Regions from separate parts of the Capsicum annuum genome. Here region 2 is linked to region 1. Evidence: chromatin contacts called from public Hi-C data. All regions are on one chromosome and are shown on one strand. The core of a region is the stretch at or near the end of the contact, and the rest is flanking DNA. Distances in the headings are between cores, read along the strand shown.

Region 1 (3,196 bases), core at 424-2,923:
AGATACGAATCAATATTTCTTTTCGACTGACGATTTTTCTTTGAGTGCAGACAATAGGTACTAAATGTAGCAACGATGCTATGATAATCAAAGAAGCCAGGATTATATCCCAAATAAGGGGAAAAAGCTAAGTTGTTCTATCTTTTGACTTTGACGACATTGAAATTGATATTATATTATTAAATAATATTGAGTTCCTGTAGAACCTTAAGTGAATAATATTGACAACATGGGTTTCTGTAGGACCTTATTTGAATAATATTGGGTTCTTGTAGAACTTTAACTTACAATATTGGATTTCTGTAGAACTTTAATCAATAATATTGGGTTCCTATAGAACCTTAATCAACAATATCGGGTTCTTGTAGAACCTTAATCAACAATATTGGGTTCCTGTAAAACCTTAATTAACAAATTTGGGTTCCTGTAGAACCTTAATCAACAATATCGGGTTCCTGTAGAACCTTAATCAACAATATTGGGTTCCTGTAGAAACTTAATCAACAAATTTGAGTTCCTATAGAACCTTAATAAAAAATATCGGGTTCCTTAAAACCTTAATCAACAATATTGGATTCTTGTAGAACCTTAATCAACAATATCGTGTTCTTGTAGAACCTTAATCAACAATATTGGGTTCCTGTAGAACCTTAATCAACAATATTGGGTTCTTGTGGAACCTTAACAGACGATATTGGGTCCTCGTAAGAACCTTAATTGAACAATATTGGGTTCTTGAAACCTTATATTTTTCATGTCCTAAATCGTATTCACATTCCATATTTCAAAACCACTCTAATCTTGTTTATTCGAGCTATCATTATTCAAATTCTCTTCACTTCAATCACACCAACCCATGATATCATTGTTGACGCCCCTATTCTCTATCATTAACATTCTTTAGAAATATTGTTCATTCCTAAATCTAGAACTACATACGACTTGATTCTTATAAAACCAAAGATATGTAGGCGACTTAAAACAAAAGTCCCAGTCACACTATTTTTAAAACTATCCGCCTGTATTTTCATTCCAACAAATCCTCTTTTTGGTCGGACAAAATTGACTACTACGTCAACTTTTGTTGCTCGACAATTCTTTCATCATTCTCAAGAAACGAAGGAGCAGTTGTTGACATCCAATTTTGACCTCCCAATGCTCTCTTAAGCTGTTATTTTGTCAATATTAGCTAACTTTTTTTACACATTATTTTGGTATCAAATAATTTTCGACAAGTCATATTCATGATTTAAACATATACAAATTATTTTATTACTTTTTATTTATAATATTCTACATTATTTTATTAAAATTTATTAAATTTTTTCGTAAATATAAACTCACATTTTTTACAAATATATTATCTATTATTATTATTGACAATTTTATATAATAATTTTACGTAAAATTAATTTTTAATGTATTTTTTAAAATATCGGCGTCTTATTATTTTTCTCACAGTCAATTTCAATTTATTCTCCTATGTATTTTAATTTCTATCCATTGTTGTACTCAATTTGCATCAATTGTAGTACAAATTAACATCAATTTGGCTATAAAATCTAATTCCAACTTTTGACCTATTTTTAAAATTATTTTAATCTCAACCGTTGATCGAAGTTAATCCAACGGTTGAGATCAGATAAACTTTCCTCTCCTTTTAAACAACAATTACCCAAACCCTAATCCGCATAGCAACCGCATCGGCACCCCCCCCCCCCTCACCTCTACACTTCAAACCGCCTGCCACCACCGGAGAGACCGACGACGCAACCCGGCCATTCTCCGAGTGGCATCACCGACTTCTGGACAGCAACAGCAGCAGCCGACCTCCCTTCTCTCCCCCTCTTTCTCTTTAAAACCACCAGGAGACCCCATGCTCCGGCGATCCGCATCTGCTGATGCCGACGCCTTTCACTATCTCCTTTTTCAGCCGATCCGCCAGCCATCACTAGCCGAAAGTTCCACCAGTGTCGCCGCTGCCTCCCCACGTCACCAAAACAGTCCATCTGACTCCAACCAGCAACGATCCGCCTCGAGCCGCAACTCTTTACGCCCGCACTTTTCGTCACCTCCTCGTTGGAGTTGACAACCAACGAGGTCCACTACGTATTTCGGGTTTGATTCTTGTTACAGATTAATTTTTGTTGTCTGTGTTGCTTGATGTCCTGGATTGAAATTTGTGAAAACGTGATTGTGGTTTCGGCTTGTTTATTAGTTCCTTTAGACTGCTGCATGTGAAAAACATTTTGGTGAACTTTAATTTTGTGTTTGTGTTCCTTCATTCGTTGATTACCAGTTCCCGCTGAATCATTTGTACTGATCTTGTTCATCGAGATTATGAGACTTGATCAGTATAAGGTCTTATCTGTTGTGATGAATTGTGATAGTCTAAGTGACTTTTTCTGTTCTTGTTAATGGCCTAACTAATGACAACCTCTTTTGAACACTAATTATGGTGATTTTAAAATCCTTGACTTGTGCAAATTATCAGGTAATGTGTGGCAGATCGACATATTCTTTGGTAAAATTGATTTTTCTTGTCTTATCATTTGAAAAATCTCTTGATTGATTGTCTTCTTTATTTCATTGCTTTTTATATATATTTTTTACTTGGTTATTTAATTCGATCGTAATCTGTTTATTTGATTTTTATCTAATTACGTTAATTAAGGAAAGGATTCTTCGTGATTAATTTTCATGAATGTCTCATTTTCTTTTGATTTAGTTAACTGATTGATGAAAATATTATCACTTATAGACAAATTTTGTTTTGAAAAAAAAAATCACACTTGATTATAATTCCCCTCTCTTTTAAAGGAAAATATTTCACTGATTGATGGGATTGGATTATTATTTCCTTTTCTTTTTTCCTCTTGATTGATTCCCTGAATATTTCTTAATCATTTTCTTTGAGACAACCCTTCTCATTCTTCGAGAAGACGGACAATCTCTACACTCTCTCGTACAAAAGCTTTAAGCAAAAAAAAAGTTACTTGATTTCTTTTTCTGAGTTGCATTTTACCTTTGGAGCTTTGGTCTCAATCTGTCCGTGGGAATTCGTGTCTGACTTTTGATATTATTTGATTTTCTTATTTTTACCCGTTATCATCAATCGATAAGTCCCTGTCGACTAATTTCCTTTATACCTTATATGATGATGCTAGTAAACATGTTTATAGGTATTATTCGGTGT
Region 2 (3,196 bases), core at 283-2,782, 420 kb before region 1:
GAACTGCACATGACAAGTGGAGTGGTCAATAACATTTGTCATGCCCCGTGGCCGTTTCCTGGTAAATGTTCCATTTGATTACAAAGTTGGATGGGCCAAAAAGATTTCAAGCTTAAGAAACATAATTTTGACAACAACAGTAGATCAACTAGAATATACTACCAAAAAAGTTGCAAAATATTTCCATATATATATATATATATTGGTATCTTGGGTTACTATAATCCAAGCACCTACAGGGATACAACAATAATGTCATTAAGCCTTCCAATTGAGCACTATAATGGAGCAAATAGCAGCTGATAAACATAAGAGCCTTACCAGGCCAAGCTGACCAAGACTAGATTTTTGGATGTTGCAAGCGCAGTGACTTGTTATGTTAGTAACTAACGCTTGAAGTAGAGGGTTCTGCTCATATTTATGGATTAGATTCAGGTGAGCACATCCAAGTTATAAGAGTAGTTTGGTTAGACCAAACTCAAAACTTAACTAGTCTCTGCTCTTTGAAGTACTCAAACACAATAAACAGCTTAATAACTTTCAACCAACTTGTACAAAATTTATAATTTCTTTTGATAGCTAAAAGAAGTGTCTTATCAAACCAACTATAGACTCCAGTATAACGTTTTTAGGCTTAGGTTAAAGAATCTGACCTTCTTCCTAAAAAACGTCTGATGTTCAAGTGACCTATACGGTTATATTTCTAAGTATGTTCTAATCCAACTTTATTGAGTTAGTAAAACAAGGCAGGCAAAGTTGCAAAGTAGTACAAGATAATGTCAGTTTTAGGAAAAAACTTGAATGGGAAAGTATAAGAAAGGAATACAACAATACTCATAGATGAAATACAAATATCAATCTAATAGCAGAAGTATTACTACATTCTTTTATCTCCAAGATATACAAGCTAAACTTGGAGCAACGTTGTCTCTGCCATGGAAGCAGTCATTTATGGGGATGTTTTGTGCACCCAACTGTCCTTTTTAAAATTCTAGCTAAAGTTGCAGTGAGCTTGTTTGTGCTGCCTGATCAACACTAATCATGTTCATCCATTTCAGATGCAGGTAAAAGATTTAGATAGATAGAAGAACAACCATTTACACGGGAGTGAAAAAGCGGACTAACTCAGACTGCAAATTTAAAGGGGAAAGAAATTGTCATAGCATACCAATACTTGCCACTAGCTGCCATTACTTCAATTACACTCTTAATCTCCTTTTCAGATTCCATGCCTGTAGAGAGCCAGAATATGATATGGAAGTTAAAAAATGATAAATAAAGCAGCGTTCCAACAAATTACTTATAACCATCAATTGAATACCTGATTGAGGAGGATCCATATATATATATACACACACACTCCAACAAGAGGGACAAAAGGAAGATTAAACCCTAATTCATCTGGTATTCAATTTGTTGTACTTTACTATTATAGTTATACCCGTGTTAGAGTTTAGGTGGGTCGGGTATGGGTCAAACCAATATGTGTGGTTTCGGTAATGGCTCTAACTTGCCCCAACTCACACATTATTAGTACCGGGCCAAGACACATACGACTATGAGAACACATAGGGCTCGTTTGGTGTGAGGAATGAGGGGTAAATAGTTTTCGGATAAAATTTATGAAGTATACTTAATATTGAAACTCACCATTTATATCATAGTAATGAAATAAGTTATTATCCCATACGTATGGTGGGATAACTAATCTCAGGATTAATTATTCTGAGATAATTTTTTCCCAACCAAGCGATCCTATAGAGGTAACTTTGGCAATAAGTATCCATTACGAATCATTTTATGTATAAAGTATCATACTCTCTAAATAAAATGCAGGATTATTTTATCCTATGTTTGGTTTGAGGTATTAGTTAGTCTCAGATTATTTATTCTACCATTTATGAGTTCGTTTGGATGAACTTATTTTAAGTGTTTTTAAGTCAAAATTGACTTTTAAGTACTTTTGAAGTGTTTGAGTATATTTAAAAAATGCTTATAAGAATTTAGTTATAAGGTAAAATACTAAAAATAAGCCTAAAGTTTTAAGTTAGAAATCTTAACTTATGGCTTAAAATGCTAAGAATAAGTCAAAAACTATAAGTTAGAATTTCTAACTTATAATTTATGACTTATAAGTCAAAAGCCAAAAACTAATTTAAACAGACATTTATATATTAGTGATGGAATAAGTTATCCATATACATGATGAGATAACTTGTTCTCAACCAAATGATTCCATAGTAAATAATGTCATTTATATTTGAAATTTTTCTAAATTTATGAGTAACATTTAGGGCCCGTTTGGACATGGAAATTTTTCCCTTTTTTTCGAAAAAAAATTTCGGAGTTGGAAATTGTGATGTTTGGCCATGAAAATTCGAAAAATAATTTCGAAAATTTTTTCTGAAAAGGAAAAACAGGTTTTTGTTGTTTTCACAAATTTTCAACTCCAATTCCAACTTTTATTATTATTACATATAACCCAAATCTTTTAAATTTTTACATAAAACTCTCCTTATAACATTACTTTTTCAATATTACGTATATAGCAGTTTTAAAGAATAAGATAATTATAATTTAAAACTTACTGCTATCCTAATTAATATATATCTCTTTTTCTCTCTCATCATTATTTCTATCCCTTATTTAAGACATTATTTTACTGCTAATTTATATTTATACCCATAAATATATAAAGTATTATATTTATTTATACCCATAAATATATAAAATATTATATTTATAATAGAAATATATACAAAGTATGCTATATATAAAGTTTATACCATTTATATACCATATACACACATATATAAATATACAAAGTATTAAGAAACATACTAAGCATATTTATAATATAAATATACAAAATATGTTATATATGAAGTTTATACCATATATATACCATATACACACATATATAAAAATACAAAGTATAAAGAAACATACTAAGCATATTTATATATTTATGGTATATGATATAATATACCATAAATATACAAAGCATGTTTTACATAGAAATAATTTATTCACACATAGTAAAATCTTTCATGTATAAGAAAATTAAAGAAATAAATTAGCGGCAACCTAAAATTTAATAACAACTCATCATTTCCTATTTTTTAGGAACGGAAAATGAAGGAAATAAATTAAATAAATTCCTAAAAAAATAAATTTGTTTGAAAGATAATATTTG

What was found. A called contact is a pair of places that touch in the nucleus more often than the background predicts.
Region 2: a contact with region 1 is called in a Hi-C map of placenta, with 4 times the contacts expected there. The contact joins the promoter of LOC107863629 here to the enhancer-like site in region 1. A contact is called at or near these places in 2 of 5 Hi-C or Micro-C datasets (bud and placenta).

The regions. Positions count from the first base shown.
Region 1 is chr3:100,284,273-100,287,468 of UCD10Xv1.1, reverse strand. No RefSeq gene overlaps it. Among protein-coding and RNA genes, the nearest start is that of LOC107863634, 100 kb to the left of the region's middle. Within about 2 kb of position 1,673, at least 5 of the 5 cell types and tissues checked have an H3K27ac peak or open chromatin away from gene starts, as enhancers often do. A contact at or near this core is called in bud, where this site is marked.
Region 2 is chr3:100,703,962-100,707,157 of UCD10Xv1.1, reverse strand. It overlaps LOC107863629 (serine/threonine-protein phosphatase 4 regulatory subunit 2), which reads right to left and starts at 1,532. Exons shown (of 7, transcript XM_016709647.2): 1 at 1,322-1,532; 2 at 1,169-1,232. The coding sequence starts at 1,340.